5 separate regions of the Sus scrofa genome follow, and regions 2, 3, 4 and 5 are each linked to region 1. Evidence: chromatin contacts called from public HiChIP or PLAC-seq and promoter capture Hi-C data. All regions are on one chromosome and are shown on one strand. Each heading gives the region's core, a stretch centred on a gene start, on an enhancer-like site or on the middle of the called end of the contact. The rest is flanking DNA. Distances are from core to core; before and after follow the strand shown. Region 1 holds the start of TBC1D23 (TBC1 domain family member 23). Region 2 holds the start of CLDND1 (claudin domain containing 1). Region 3 holds the start of ZBTB11 (zinc finger and BTB domain-containing protein 11). Region 4 holds the start of PCNP (PEST proteolytic signal-containing nuclear protein). Region 5 holds the start of SENP7 (sentrin-specific protease 7).

What was found. Promoter capture Hi-C pulls out the DNA fragments that hold promoters and counts their contacts. HiChIP or PLAC-seq counts read pairs in DNA pulled down with a chosen protein or histone mark.
Region 2: an H3K27ac HiChIP or PLAC-seq map of alveolar macrophages shows a contact between it and region 1. The contact joins the promoter of CLDND1 here to the promoter of TBC1D23 in region 1. A contact is called at or near these places in 1 of 5 promoter capture datasets (liver) and 2 of 2 datasets of contacts at active chromatin or transcription factors (alveolar macrophages and skeletal muscle).
Region 3: a contact with region 1 is called in an H3K27ac HiChIP or PLAC-seq map of alveolar macrophages. The contact joins the promoter of ZBTB11 here to the promoter of TBC1D23 in region 1. A contact is called at or near these places in 1 of 5 promoter capture datasets (liver) and 1 of 2 datasets of contacts at active chromatin or transcription factors (alveolar macrophages).
Region 4: a contact with region 1 is called in a promoter capture Hi-C map of liver, with 4 times the contacts expected there. The contact joins the promoter of PCNP here to the promoter of TBC1D23 in region 1. A contact is called at or near these places in 1 of 5 promoter capture datasets (liver) and 1 of 2 datasets of contacts at active chromatin or transcription factors (alveolar macrophages).
Region 5: a contact with region 1 is called in an H3K27ac HiChIP or PLAC-seq map of alveolar macrophages. The contact joins the promoter of SENP7 here to the promoter of TBC1D23 in region 1. A contact is called at or near these places in 1 of 5 promoter capture datasets (fetal liver) and 2 of 2 datasets of contacts at active chromatin or transcription factors (alveolar macrophages and skeletal muscle).

What each region holds. Positions count from the first base shown.
Region 1 is chr13:158,727,869-158,730,772 of Sscrofa11.1, reverse strand. It overlaps TBC1D23 (TBC1 domain family member 23), which reads left to right and starts at 1,488. Exons shown (of 19, transcript XM_021071307.1): 1 at 1,488-1,759. The coding sequence starts at 1,707.
Region 2 is chr13:160,396,044-160,398,947 of Sscrofa11.1, reverse strand. CLDND1 (claudin domain containing 1) reads right to left here and starts at 1,424. Exons shown (of 5, transcript NM_001243498.1): 1 at 1,375-1,424.
Region 3 is chr13:157,420,597-157,423,500 of Sscrofa11.1, reverse strand. It overlaps ZBTB11 (zinc finger and BTB domain-containing protein 11), which reads right to left and starts at 1,477. Exons shown (of 11, transcript XM_003132695.5): 1 at 922-1,477. The coding sequence starts at 1,231.
Region 4 is chr13:157,489,873-157,492,776 of Sscrofa11.1, reverse strand. PCNP (PEST proteolytic signal-containing nuclear protein) reads left to right here and starts at 1,513. Exons shown (of 5, transcript XM_003132696.4): 1 at 1,513-1,668. The coding sequence starts at 1,542.
Region 5 is chr13:157,520,364-157,523,267 of Sscrofa11.1, reverse strand. SENP7 (sentrin-specific protease 7) reads right to left here and starts at 1,490. Exons shown (of 22, transcript XM_013990164.2): 1 at 1,328-1,490. The coding sequence starts at 1,367. TRMT10C (mitochondrial ribonuclease P protein 1) reads left to right here and starts at 1,580. Exons shown (of 2, transcript XM_005657119.3): 1 at 1,580-2,481.

The DNA of each region.
Region 1 (2,904 bases), core at 239-2,738:
CAAGGACCTGAGAGCTATTCCTTTGAAATGTATTCAATCATCAGGAAGGACAGGATCTCTGCCTCCCAGTTTCTGTGGGAGGGAAAAATCCTAAACTCAAAAATTGCCAGCTAGCAGATACAGCTGGCCTAGACACAATTACACTGACCAAGGCTTTGTCATTTTTCACTTATCTAACTCTAATGAGTCCCGATCTCCCTGCTGGCTCATTCTCCCTTTAAAACCCCTAATCATCTCTGAACAAATCAGGATGGAGCTCAGTCCTTTCCCCTACTGTCAAACTGTTTTGCTGCTTTAACTAATGTCTGGCTGTGTTTATCCTTGAGAACTGCCCTTCCGATTTTTCTAATATATCATTCTGGTGCATTTCTAAAAAGCATATATGCATCTATTAATAAATACATTGTGCTGCCCTTTTTTTTTTTTTAAGGGCTGCACCCCAGGCATGTGGAAATTCCCAGGCTAGGAGCCAATCAGAGCTGTAGCCTCTGGCCTACACCACAGCCACAGCAACACCAGATCTGAGCCATGTCTACTACCTACACCACAGCTCATGGCAGCACCAGATCCTTAATCCACTGAGCAAGGCCAGGGATTGAACTCACTTCCTCATGGATACCAGTGGGGTTGGTTACCACTGAGCCACAGTAGGAACTCCCATGTTGCCTATTTTTAACACCCAATATGACACTGTACTTTATCTGCCCTTCTGCAGTCTGTTCTGTTCTTTTAACATCATATTTTCCAGATTATCTATATTGATACATGTGGCTCTATTTCAAGAGCATTGGGTCCAGGATTTGCAAAAGCATCTCCCTAGGTCCAACCTCCTGAACTCATGTCTACTGTTAGGCCCAGGGGTGGTCAAGAGGAAACAAAGAGCTGGTGCTTTGGTGGTGATGGTGTGGACTGAGCTTGGATGTGGAGGCCGTGGTGTCCTCTCATTTGGAGTGAAGGGGGAAGTGGCGCGGGAAGAGAAGAAACGTGGCAGTGATCCCTGCCTGCAACTCCACAGAGTTCCGGAATTCTAAATTTGGACTTGATCTTCCATATTAGAAAGGTATGTTTACAAAGGTGGGCGGCTGGAGCAGATTTCCTTTACTGTTTAGCGCTTTTTTTTTTTTTTTTTTTTTAATACGACTTCTATTCAGACATCAAGTATGTGGTCACCATTTGTACGTGTGACCGTACCCCACAAAGAGGGGTGGTTGTGACTTTTCCTCACATCCCACTCTCTCCTCAAACACAACTGTTACTCTAGGAAATAGTTCATATATGACTCTCCTATCTCCACCGTCCCTGTGGACTTCTCACCTCGCCTCCTCTCCCCACTCTCTAGGCCTCTCAAATCTGACTTCAAGTAGGACGCCAAGACGGAACGAAGACGCTAACTGGACGCCAAGAAGCGACGCTCACAAGGCCTCCTACTGGGGCGCAGGCCCTCACCAAGCCCCGCCCACTGCGCACGGCCCAGGCCCTGCGGCATCCTGGGACACGTAGTCTTTGGCGGGGCAGCACCTCACCGAGTCTCCTCCTCCAAGCTGCCTTTCGCCCTCGGGACGTCGTGACGTTGAGTTCCTCCAGTCTTCCTTTCCCTCATCCAGAAGCTCAGTCCCAGACTTCCGAGGCCCTTTTGCGACATTGGGTTTCAGTCGGTCTCGGCGCCGGGTCCACTTTTCGGCAAAGTGACGTGGACGTCAATAGCAATGGCGGAAGGAGAAGAGGTCCCGCCACCGCCAACGTCGAGCGGCGACGGCTGGTGAGTGAAAGCCCTGGGCTGGTTCGCACTGCCCCTCTATTCTTCCTTGTCACCACCTTGCCGGTCCCCGAGGAACCAGCAGGCGCCGGTATGGAACGGGAAGACCAGTCCTGCGAGTCCGGCGCCCTGCCCCGCCCCCTCTGCCCGCCGGGTCCCCTCTGGCAGTCCTGTCGTGCCCAGGGGTCTCAGGCCGGACTCGTAGGGAGGGGAGTGTCGTCCAGGAGCTGGGCCTCACTTCAGCCTTCCATTTTCATCCACCGCTTTCCAAAACATGTTGGAGATATGTGGCTTCAGGGCTTGGTTTGGCCGTAGTTCCTGCCTCCGAAGAGTTACATTAGGCTGGTTAGGAGAGAAGTTTAGCGTATGGAGATCTGAGGCACCTGAATACTTGAAGAAAAGACCACTTGAAATTGCTAACCCGACCTTTGCCCGAGGGTTCAGAGGTTGAGAAATACACCTAGGGAGGATCCCTCATACATAATTGAGGTATTTTTTGTCCTAGTTTTTATTTCTCATTTTACGTTCCAGTAGTTTCTATCTTCTCTTTCACACAAGTTTTTTCCCTTCCTACCACTTTCCCTACAGCTCGATTTCAGAGCTTGGGTTGCGATGTAGGACATCGCTCTTGCTCCGCCCAGGCCTTTTCATGCTTACCCGATTTATACTGGGGGTTGTGATGAGGACCTCCAGCAATTTTTTTTTCTTTTTTTTTTTTTCTTTTTGCCATTTTTTGGGGCCGCTCCCGCGGCATATGGAGGTTCCCAGGCTAGGGGTTGAATCGGAGCTGTAGCCACCGGCCTACATCAGAGCCACAGCAACGTGGGATCCAAGCCACGTCTGCGACCTACACCACAGCTCATGGCAACGCCGGATCCTTAACCCACTGAGCAAGGCCAGGGATCGAACCCTCAACCTCATGGTTCCTAGTTGGATTTGTTAACCGCTGAGCCACGACGGGAACTCCGTCCAGCAATTTTTTGGTAGACTTTAGTCACAGAGTGTCGTTAATCTCTGGAAAAGTCTGCTACTTTTGAAATCTTCCCAAAACACTTTTAAAGCTAACGTCATTTTAAAAAAGCAAAACCTTTAGAAGCTTGTCGAGTTTTTACTTACTTAAAATGGATTTAAGTGTATTGACAGCATGT
Region 2 (2,904 bases), core at 175-2,674, 1.7 Mb before region 1:
TTACAGATACAAACAACAGACATGCCCAGAGTCAGCAATGTACCTAGCATAAATGGTTAAGGAAAGACTGCAGAGCATTAACTGTTCTGAGTCTGGGTGTGAAAAGGGCAGAGGAAATGTGGTTAGGGCCCCCCCAGAACAAAGGGAAGGCAACGTGGAATCATCAGCATCTGTGTGCGCATGCGTAACTCTGTAGCATAGACCATCTAATCAAATGTATGTTACCCCATAAGGAAGACAAAGGGGCTAAAATGTAAAGGGGCAACTAATGAAGGGTATATAAAGCTACGCCCCCCTGCGCTCTCGGCTCAGCCGATGGATATGAATCCTGAGCCGGTGCAGGCACAAATAAACACTGCTTCCTGGCAATAAGCCTCGGTCCCATCTCTCTGTACGCAAGTCCGCCAACAGAAAAGGAAGCAGAGGAAATCGGCTCCTCCCAGTTTCCTCTGATTAGGGAAACCTTCCAAAACAAGGTTAAGAGTAGAGAGCTATTCAGAAGACAGTTGAAAACGCTTGTTAAACCAGAGAGAAGGTTGTTTCAGGCGCAAGAAATAGAAAAGAGAATAATAATATATAATAATGCTAGATATCAATCTGCCCCTAATCCATTAAAGCTAAACCAAGCTCCTTAACGCTGCCTAAGTCTTCACTCCTATCGACCGTCCTCATTCTTTATACTTTTGAACCTCCTCATCTGCAAACTAAATGATTCCTCCTCAGCCAGAAAGAAAACCCAGAATCGGGCAAAATACAAGCACTCCAAAGGCGTGGACAGGGCTCAACGGCAGTAGTAAATGGCCGCAGTAAAATGACTCAAGCCGGATCAAGCTGAGTCAAATACTGCAAGTATATACCATGACCGCACCAAACACCTTTAAAAGGAGTACGAAAACAGGCTCGCAAACTGGGGCTGCTGAGTTTGGAAAATGGCAAGTGACTCAGGAGAGACCAGAGCAATTACAATAATTAACTTTAACTCCAGAGGTTGGGTTTGTATTTTTATTCTTTTTTAATCCTTTTTCATCCTTGTGCTCTCAAATGACCTTAAAAGGTCCCGGGCACCGGAGCGGCAGTTCGCCCAGGCCGGACGCCTAGCGCTGTCACCTCGCGGGACGCACCTCGTGGCCGGGCGGGGGGTCGAGACTAGCCAGAGCTACGGCCGGGCAGCCCTGCGCGGTCCAGCCAGGGGCCTCAGTGACCGGGGCAGGCCCTTCCCCAGACCGCTCGGCCGAGGGAAAAGCCCCGCAACAGCCCCCCGCTCAGAACCCGCACACCCCGGCCGCGCCCGGGTAGGGGGCCCCTTTTCAAACGGCTGGAAACGTCCAACAGCTACGCGACCCCTGCCGAGCGACGCCGGCCCCGCTCACTCACCGCCCATCCTCCTGCTCCGCCAGCTTCACCCTCAAGCTCAAACCACAGAACCCTACTCTCCCCACGCCTCTTCTGACGCACTTCCCTGCAGAGCCCGCCCCCTCCATAACTCCCGCGCCTCCGCCTCCGCCTCCACCCCGGGCTGGGCCTGGCCACAGAGCCGAGGGGGCTTGTGGGAGTTGTAGGAGGGACAGAGGAAAAGCAGCGAGAGGCAGCGGACGGCATTCCCGGCGCCGCGCGCGGCGAGTTGTGGGAGGTGTAGTTCGGCTCCGGAGGGGCAGTCGGTACGCGAAAGGGAGGTCTGGGCTGTTGGATTCTTATTTTTTACTGAGGAAGGAACGAACGTCCACCAAGTAAGGCGACCTGCCTGGTCACTGATACTCATTAGTTGTGACTTTATGAGTCGGATTTTCCAATCTTGTGTTTTCCTCACCACTACCCTACTTGTGAACAGCAATGAGATTATACTTTCGAGATGATAACCCATTGACTTACTCTCTCACAACCTCGCTCTCATTGCACCAGATAGTCTTTCTGATTTTATTGCTTAAGTTTAGACTAAGAAGGATGTAATCTGACAGACAGTATCCAACTAGCATGTAATGGCATCCTTTGGGTTTCATACAATTTTTGTTTGTTGGCTGCTTTCTCTTTATGGCAAGTGATATTTTCTATTGTAGTAAAGCACCCTTTTAAAATTAATTACAGTTAGTTAAAGAAAAACATTAAGTTAATGCTGAGAGTCCCAGATATGTCAAAAAAAGTGAATAAAAAATTGTTTATATAGTATGAAAAAGACTGAATTTTTGAGAACATTGCCTTAAGCAGAAAGAATCATGCACAACCTGAGAGACTGCAAATGACTTTATGGCTCAGAGAAAACAAAATGAGCCTTCAAGTATTGCATATAAATTCACAGACAGAAAGCAGGGACATCTCTGTAGTGATGTGTATAGACCCATGAATGTGGCATGAGACCAGCAATGATAGGTTTCTCAACAGGTACCTACAGAGACGGCCAACTCAAGGACCAGAGGTGCTGTCAAACCCTACTTCACCCCTCAAATGCCTTCAAATTTAGCTACAGAACAGGAGAAAGGTGGGAGCCCCAGGCTGATACTAAATTTCTACCACCCTGACAGACTGAAGACATAGCTATCTGTTTCTCTATCTTTAGCTATATTTCTTTTGCCTAAGTTGAACTGCTATTCATATCTAACACATAAGTAAAATAAGGTAATAGAATATAATATTCAAATATGACTGGATTTTCATGTAGAATACCTTGCCAGAGGAGAATTGTCAGAGGAACCAACCAGAGAAAATGGTAGCAGTGCACAGTAAATTGTTAATTTGCATTTAGAGCCCCTCCATGCATTTATTCACAAGGAAATGGCTATATACATTGACCTTCTCTAGAAATTCCCTACCTTCAGAACTATATCTCTAGTGAAGTTACAATACATCCAGGTTAAAGAGAAGTTTAGAAAAGGAAGAGGAAGACACCACCTCAGTTCATGGACAAGAGAA
Region 3 (2,904 bases), core at 228-2,727, 1.3 Mb after region 1:
TTCTTTCTCTCCTCCCTTGTTTCCTAAGGAGTCAAGAAACTTCGTTGCTATACTCCTTGACCAATCACAGAAACTTCATCTTTCCCAGGTATGTGTTGTGTTTCAGGGTTTTCAAAGCGCTCTTCACATTATCAACGGGATATATACTAAAAAAAAATCTTATAACACTATGTAAAAATATAACATTCAGAATTCAAAATATCTGCTATTAAATCCTTGCTCTAAAAACTAGGGCCCAAAATGACTTTCAAACAACAGCAAAAGCCAAAAAACCCTGTTTCCACGTAGTCACTCCAAATCACTTCTGCACAAAATCGCATGATTCCTTAATTACGCCGCAGTAGCGTGCTATGAGGAATCCCGGCAAGTGGACACGCAGAACCTCAAAACCACTGGCCAAGACCCTAGTGGAACGCCCTGCAGAAAGCTTCCGGACTCTTGGCGGACCGTCCCTTCCCCCAACCATCGGCACAAACAGGAACTCAAAACGCACAATACAGAGCACCGCAACCGCCGCCCGCCTCCCGCCGCCGAGAAACTTCCGCCAAGAGCAGGAGCCACCGCCTCCCGAGCTACCGAAAGAGGAGGGCCGGGAGCCGCCCGCGAGTCCCAGCCCCTCCCCGTGGCTGGGCCGGCCCCCGGGGAAGCCCCCATTCGCCCCACCCCGAGCCAGGACCCGCCCCCCAGCTTCCCCGGCCTCCTTCCTGTGGGAAGTGCGGCTCCTTTCACGTCCCCCACCCTCTCGGCTCCGCCTGGCAGCCACTCCGCCGCTAAGCGCAGGCCAGGCTGGACCGGCGAGTGGTGCCGGAGAGGAGCAGTGCGGGCCCTCACACTGGCGATGCACACAGGCCTGCCTCCACCTGCGGGCCTAGCCAGGCAGCAAGCCGCCCGCCCTCCCCCTTGCCGCGGGCGAGGTCCTACCTCGCCACCAATACGTCTTGGACAAGTCGTGCCAGGTCTGATGCTGGGTGTGGTGAGTGCCGCCTGGACCCAGGTGCGCCGCCTCGATGAGACCCCGGCGCCGCTCGGGCTGCAGCACTACCTCCAGCTCGGCGAAGGTCTTGCGGTGCCTCTGCCGTCGCTGGTAGTACAAGGTCCCATCGCGCACCACGTAGCAGGCGGCTGCCTTACGGATTTTACGCTTAACATTGCCCTCGGTGCCCGGCGCGTATGGCTCGCACTCGTTCGTCAGGTAGCGCAGGATGGCCTGGTAGCTTTCCTCGCTTGACATCGCTGACGGCGGCTCCCTGAGGGCGCCTGTCAATGGCAGGAGAGAAAAACAGTGCACTGGCTCCAGGCGGATGCAACAACGGCGGCAGCACTGTAGGGAGTTACGACTGTGTCTGTGGTGAATACTCTTCGACGGCGCCCGCAGCGCGGAGGGAGAACCGACGAGTTGGTAACCAGGGGGAACTGCACTTCTCCAGCGCGCGGGATCCGCTGGCGACTGACAAAATGGCTGCTGCACCACCGGAAGTGACGCAAATCAAGGGCAGTGGGTGAGGGGACTAAGCCCTGATTGGAGCTGGAGTGCAGAGGCTTTCTGGATTGATCTAGCGGACTGAGTGACGTCAGGACTGCGGTCGGACATTTTGGAAGCGGGTAGGCCCTTCTGGGGAGACAGAAGTGGTTTGGGGCAGACATCTTAAGTCCTGGCAATTTCCCTTTTGATTTTTCCCTTCTTTCCCATGCTCTGAGCACGTGTAGGAGCTTGTGGGCAGTTGTTTATACCCTCGGTGATACCTTAGGATGTAAAGGAGCCTTTTTTTCCTACGTGACGACGCTTGGAGACCCTCGACAACGCAAATACGCCAGATTTTGAGGCTCTTAGTAAAGTATTAGTCAAGGGATACAAGACCAAAGAATGCCCTTTTACACGGAAATGTAGCTTCCAGTGTTATAAAATCCAAGTCTCTCCGTTATAGGAGTTACTGTAATTTCTAAGAATCAGCTGGTTCAAAACTACGCATGGTTTTCCTGGAATTATCGGTTGATTCAGTGATGATTTTCTACCAGTGAGGGCACTTAGACTAGCTAACACTATTTCCTTACAGCTTATTTACATATATTTTCACATTAGCTTGGGAGGAAAAATTTTCCATTTTACACCCAACATATATTGAAGGCACAAAAGGCCAAGGTAATTCGACCTACGTTTTCCAATGTGCATTCTAGTTGAGATATTTAGCCTGGAGCGGTCCTGGTCAACCCGTCCCTAGGTCGGATATGCAACGCAGATTAGAGACACAGGCCTATGACATTTAAAGCTACTGGGGTAGAGCGCTGTTAGTGCTTAAACTGGAGCCTGAAAACCCTGGGCCAACCCTCTTACATCCCATCCTGGAGTCTGCAGTCGCTTGGGTGAGGGTCTAACCCTTACGGATACAAGTGAAGACAGACCACAGTTGAAAGCAGTAGGCTCAAAGAATGGAGTGCAGTCTGCACCGTGCTTGGGCAGCGGGGGCGGGGGAAAGAGGGGGGGGTGTCAGAATTTCCTAACGGCCAGAGATACTTAAGGCAGTTTAATATTCTAGCTATTGGTACCTGAACTGCCAGGCCCAGAAAATACAGCTGCCAGGATTAGGGTTTACATAGGCTGCTCATTCCACAAATTACCGTTGGGGTAGGAGGTATTAGAAGCAGACACGCATTCCTCCCCCGCCTCCACGGGGTGGGGCACCCAGAGTGGGTGGTCCAGATCCACCCTTCCAAGGGTATTGTGCTGGGTCAGCACTACCACTGTTTTCCTGTGAAACTAAGTATATTAAAATTGTTGGGTAATCAAGTCATGTATGTGGCAGAGAAGCCAAGTTAAAAGAAATTCCCCTGCACTGTTTGTTAAGATACAACCTGTGAAAGCACTGAGAAGCCCACTAAAATTTGATTCTTCGAGACAACAGAGAA
Region 4 (2,904 bases), core at 264-2,763, 1.2 Mb after region 1:
AAGAAGTATCAGCAAACCACCCTGTTTCTGTTATGGGAAATGCACTTTGATTCCTTCTTCATTCTCCAGATTTAGAGCCTGATGAATCACCCATTCACAAATACTGAACTCTTTTCGTATATGAAACATGCAGTACAAAGTACTGTGAAGAAAAAAAAGAATTTGTAATGGTCTCTGTGGTCAAAGAACTTTTTTTTTTTTTTTTTTTTTGGCCACCCTGCAGCATATGGAGTTCCTGGGCCAGGGATCAGATCCAAGCCATAGTTTTGACCTATGCCACAGCTGCCATAATGCTGGATAGTTTAACCCACTGCGGTGGGTGGGGGATTGAACCTGTGTCCTGGTGCTGCAGAGATACTGCTGATCTCTTTGCAGCGGCAACTCCCAAAGAACTTTTGAGCCATCTAAGGAGTTTTTTTTAAAAAAACATATACCGAGGTAAGGAGTTCCTGTTGTGCCTCAGCAGGTGAAGGACCCTACCTTGTCTCTATGAGGATGGGGGTTCAATCCCTGGCCTTGCTCAGTGGATTGAGGTTCCTGGGTTGCTGCAAGTTGCAGGTAGCAAAATCACTCTTTGAGCAAATAATATTATTATTTGCATTTTATACAGAAGGAAGCCATATGTCTGTAGGCAGTAAGAAACCAACAAGATTTACTCAGCCAGTAAAAGGATTCAAACTCAACTTCTGGCTCCTTTAAGATCAATTTTTGTAACAATCACAGCATATTATAGGGCAAACCCAGAAACTACACTTCCCTAGGCAAGGAATCGACCCTGTGTAGCAAGAGGGCAGTATAAATATAGAGGAAAAAGGCTGAAAAAAAGCTGAAAAGTTAGGCTGCGGCCCAATATAACGCTTGGACTTGATTCTGCAAACCTGGGTATCCCCTAAAGGTTTCTGAGCAAGGCAGAAACTACTGAGGTCTTCACATAATAAAGTAACTCGTCTTGACACAGAAATTGCGGCATGTTAAAAAAAAAAAAAAGTTTTACCACTTGCCTACGTGACCTTGGACAAATTTTTCTTTGGCTTCAACGCTCACATCTAATTAAAAAGAGGATGATTCCTCATCGGACTATTGCGATTAAAACGAGGTAGTGTTTGACACAAGGGGGCGCCCAATAAACGTTGATTTCCCCTAGAATTTGGGTTTTGGGGGGTTTTTTTGTTTTTTGTTTTTTGTTTGTTTGTTTATTTTGAGTAGGTACTCTAGAGCTAGCAAAACCAGAATGAAAGAGCCTACTGGCTTTGGCTGCCACCACACCACCGGTCTGCAGAGATCGTACATAATTTCACCAACGTTTCTAGAATTATGCTCCAACCTCCTCTAACTTCTTCGGAACCGCTTCTGGACCATGAAAATCTAACTGAAGTCCGAAAGTTCCTAACCAGCGATCCGCAGAACCATCCAACTTCCCCCACCCTTCCCTCGGAGGTACTCGCCGGTGAAGTCACATCCACTTCCGTTTCGGAAAGGGCCTCTTGCCTATCTCTAGGGCCGCTCTAGGCTGCCTCTTCCACGGCTGGCTCCGAAGCTCAATGGTTGCTGGGCAGGGCCGTGACGTCTTTGGCGTGGCTGCAGGGGAGGCCGCGGCGGGGAAAATGGCGGACGGGAAGGCGGGAGAGGAGAAGCCTGAGAAGCCGCAGCGAGCTGGAGCCGCCGGAGGTGAACACAACCCCAGCGTCGCGGGCTACGTGGGATGCTCTGGGCCTTTCTTTGAGCTTCCCTGGGTGGGGGGAGTAGGTTGGGGCGAGAATGGGCGGATCTGGCGCTCACCCGGCCAGGCGCTGGGCCCAGACGAGCCCCGGGCACGCCCGGTGCGGCCCGCTGGGATCTGAGCCCACATCACCTTCTTGCCGGGGTACAGCCGGTCACTGTTCGTCACTTCTCGGCCCCAGCGGAGGCCCTGCTTCCGAAGAGAAGGGAGATGGGCCCCAGACAGGAGGACCGAACTCGGGGTAGGACTAGGAGTCGCGGTGCAGGAGCCGCTACCGCCACACCGGAGACGCACATCACACAAAACGCTCAGGCGGGCTCACCCAGTGCGAATTATCCAGCTGTGGCCGCAGGCCGAGTTTCCGACGGTGCCGGGGCCTCTCAGTTACACCTAGGAGTTAGTTTGCTGTTCCCTTTTCTCTAAGAAGGCGGACGACTCCGGCCTTTTTCCTTTCTTTATTTTCAAGCCTAATACTGATCCTGTAACGGGATATATGGAGGCGATTGGGGCGGGGGGCGAGGAATACATTTGCCTGCCTCCTGGTTTAATCTGCGGGGTCTAGGGTTAGGGTTTGGTTGCCTTTCTTTACAGTGTCTGCCTTTTCTGAGCTAGGCTGTTGCCAGCTAACTTCATGCCAGATATTAAGGTGGCTAAATAGGCTAGTGTGACTTTTCCTGTATTTCGTTACGAGGTAAACTCAAGTTACAGCTATCTTTATTCTGTCACCTCCACCCCTCTAAATTTGGGTCTTGTGCATTAAGGAAAATAAATAGCATGTAATCTCTCCAGCCCTCCCGCCCCTTTGTCCTAACTAGGCTGGTGACAACACGTGCAAGCTGATCATAATGTCTTTAGAACGTTTTAAGTACTACACTCGATTCTAACTCTCCTTAAAGTCTTATCCCTGAAAGTTTTTAATACTAAAACATACATAAGATTAATAGTCTATGAGGACAACTATTTGGACCTTCCAACAAGTTTAATGTGAATTGACTTGGGATCAAAAATTGAGAAAAGTGTAATCAGTGTTCGATTACTTTGGACCCAGACTTTCCTTTTCAAAAGTTATGTACAGTGCTGTTAGTTGAGCCCAAACTCCCTTCCCCCTTCTCATTCCCCTCTTGTCTTTTTTAAATTAAAACTAGTAGAATGGTTTATGAAACAACAGTTTAAACCACTTAGTA
Region 5 (2,904 bases), core at 241-2,740, 1.2 Mb after region 1:
GGAAGCCCACAAATAACTCCAGATAAGCATTGTGCATTTTCCTGAGGTGTCAATTTTACTTGAAGGTTTTAGAGGAAGAAAAAAGTTTATTAAAACAAACACCAATCTACTGAAGACATACACACGTTTGTGTATATATGTATATATATATATACATAAATTTTGAAAGGCAAAGAATATCTCTAGAATACACACACACGCACACACACACAAATGGTAACATTGGTTGCTTATGAAAAGGAATTACAGATTTTAACTGCTTTAACCTGTGTCCCAGAGATCTCTGTTCCCTCTCCCTTGTGGATAAGGCCAAAAAACATTTGAAATGCACTGTCACAAGGGCACTCCTAAATAAATTTAGAATTGTTAAGACTGCCTATGCAACAATAGACAGCACAGTAAGAAATGAGAAAATGAAATGAAATAAATGATTTATCAAATGTTGGTGTATTAGGCTCTAAGCTTATTAAAGAGCCCTTGTTCCCTCCTCCTCTGGTAGATCCACGGGACTTAGCAGAGAAACTGCGGTAACCTTAATAGATGAGTTCTTTAACAAAAACTTGTTGACTGGAAGGAGCTCTACTTTACGTCTTGCAACTCCAATTTTGTGTTTCTAAGATGAAGTACCCCAAACTGAAGACAGTCATCTAACCCGTAAAGCAATTTCAGAAACGAAAATATGCTGAGAATAAAAACACAACGAAACAAGGCTTCAAATCCTTTGTTCGACTTTTTAATCACTTTCGGGAGAAGGGGGAGACTGGCAAAGTAAAGGTTATTAAGCGGGCCTGCTCAAAAAGACGAGACCCTTGGCAGCATTTAGGAGGAAAGAAGTGTCAATTAGCAAGCCCCGCCTTTCCTTCTTTGCAACCGCTTCTACCTGCCGGGAGGTGAGGGGTGAGAAAGAGGCCAAGTCGAGAATCAAAGAGAGGAAAGCAGGGTCGCGCACTGAGAAGCTCGAAATGAAACAGAAACATTGGTGGAATTAAGAAGGCGTGGCAGGAGAGCGACAAGCCAACCGGGAAGATACGTGGGCCGATGAGACCCAGGCAAGGTGCTCGCGAAAGGAAAGGAAACATGAAAGGGGAGACAGTATGAAGAGCGGCCAAGGCTTTGGTGACAGCTCGGATTGGGTCCGCAACTCGCAGGGGCCCGGGAAAGCCGGGAGCCTTCCATTGTGCGCGCCCTCCACTCCCTCCTCTCCCCTCCCCGCCCCCGCCGGAGCCCAAGCTCTCGCAGCTCCCGGCCGCAGCGCCCGTCGCCGTCTGTGCCTTCCATTTGCCCAAGGTAGAAGACAATATGCTTAGCGCCTCCGACCCTTTCTCACCGGATGAAGATCGCCGTCGCCCGGCTTTCCCCTTGTCCATCTTCTCCTCCTACTGCTAGAGTCGCAGTTGCAGTCGCTGTCACCTCAAGACCCCTCAGGCTGGGGGAGGGAGGGAGAGGGGAGACGGAGGGGAGGGAAAAAAAAAAAAAAAAAAAAAGCCAGGAAAGTGCGAATTGCGCTTGCGCAAAAGTCGTCGCCTGCCCTCAGACCGGAAATTAGCCTCCCCTCCCACCTCCATCCGGAAATCACTTCCTGGGAGTTGTTTTCTCTGCGGGTTACCCGCAAGTGTTTGCTTGGTGGCGCTTTTTTCACTCTCTCTCCCTCTGTGGGAAACTGAGGCTTTTTGCGAGGTTTTAGCCCGAGATCGTAAGGGGTTGTTGACTTTGAAGACTAGGTTGACTAGCAGTTAAAGCGGGGAAACTAAGAATTTCATCACTTCGCTGGATCCCGCGAGGGGATCACAGGAATAGCAGGATAAAGCATTACCCTTTTTGCAGTATTACTTTCCTCAGGACCTCGCCTATATATTTGTCTTCAAGGCGCTTCCTCAAACAAAAAGATTTTAACACCACAAAAATAAGTTGCGTAGCTGTTGATTTAGCAGTTGGAGTGGAAATTAAGTAAGGAGTGAGGAGAAAATATCGCAGTTACAGAAAATATCTCTTTAAATTTAAAGCTCATCATTTTTAAAGTCCTGGAGGGGGCGGAGCTGGGCCTCAGTTTTTTAAAACAAAATGCTGAGATGCCTGAAAGTGGATGGCTGTAAATGAATTTGTTCAAATAACTTTCATTTACAGTTGGTAAGGAAATAACCTGCCTTCAGTGAACTCAACGACTAGTACTTGTAGACTTTTTTTTTAATCCTTTCACAGAGCCCATCAGTTTAAAAAATTGACGTGTTTTATTAGCTATAATGTACACATTTGAATAACGTTTTATGTTTAAGCTTTCATCACAATAAGTTTAACAAAATTAAGCAGAGCGTTCCAGTCAGAGGTAAAACGATACTGGGATGTTACAAGAGTTTTAATATCTGCTCCCCCTCCCCCATTTCTAGGCTGGTAAAGGGACCTGCGCAACTCACCACTAGAGCCCTGGCTCCTTCTTCTTGAGCCATGCATCTGAATTACTGTGTGGCCTGTGCTGAGGTGGAGGTAAGACTCCAGGTGCTAATGCCTATTGGGCTGGGGGGAATGTTTTACTGGGCAGGAATGGCTGAAAAGCAGAAATACTTCCAGGCTTGCCGGGAAGGAAATTCGCTCTAATGATTTCATTTAGAGGCTCAAGTTTCTGTTTAACAAATAAAAACACTGCTTACTGAAAAAAATCTGAATTTTTAGTTTCCTCAAATCAACTTTTTTAATTGACTTATTTAACCCAATCATACTGACTTAGCCAGTATTTTAAAAAACAAATTAATTACAAAATATGGAAATAGAGTTGAGAGATGGGGAGGTTGTAAGTGGGCCTGATCCATTTCCATCCAATCTGACAGCTTCCTTAAAAGTAAGTAGTATTAAAGTTTAGCGGTAAGAAGTGAACCTATGAGAAATGAAATAAGAACTTAATCAAATTAT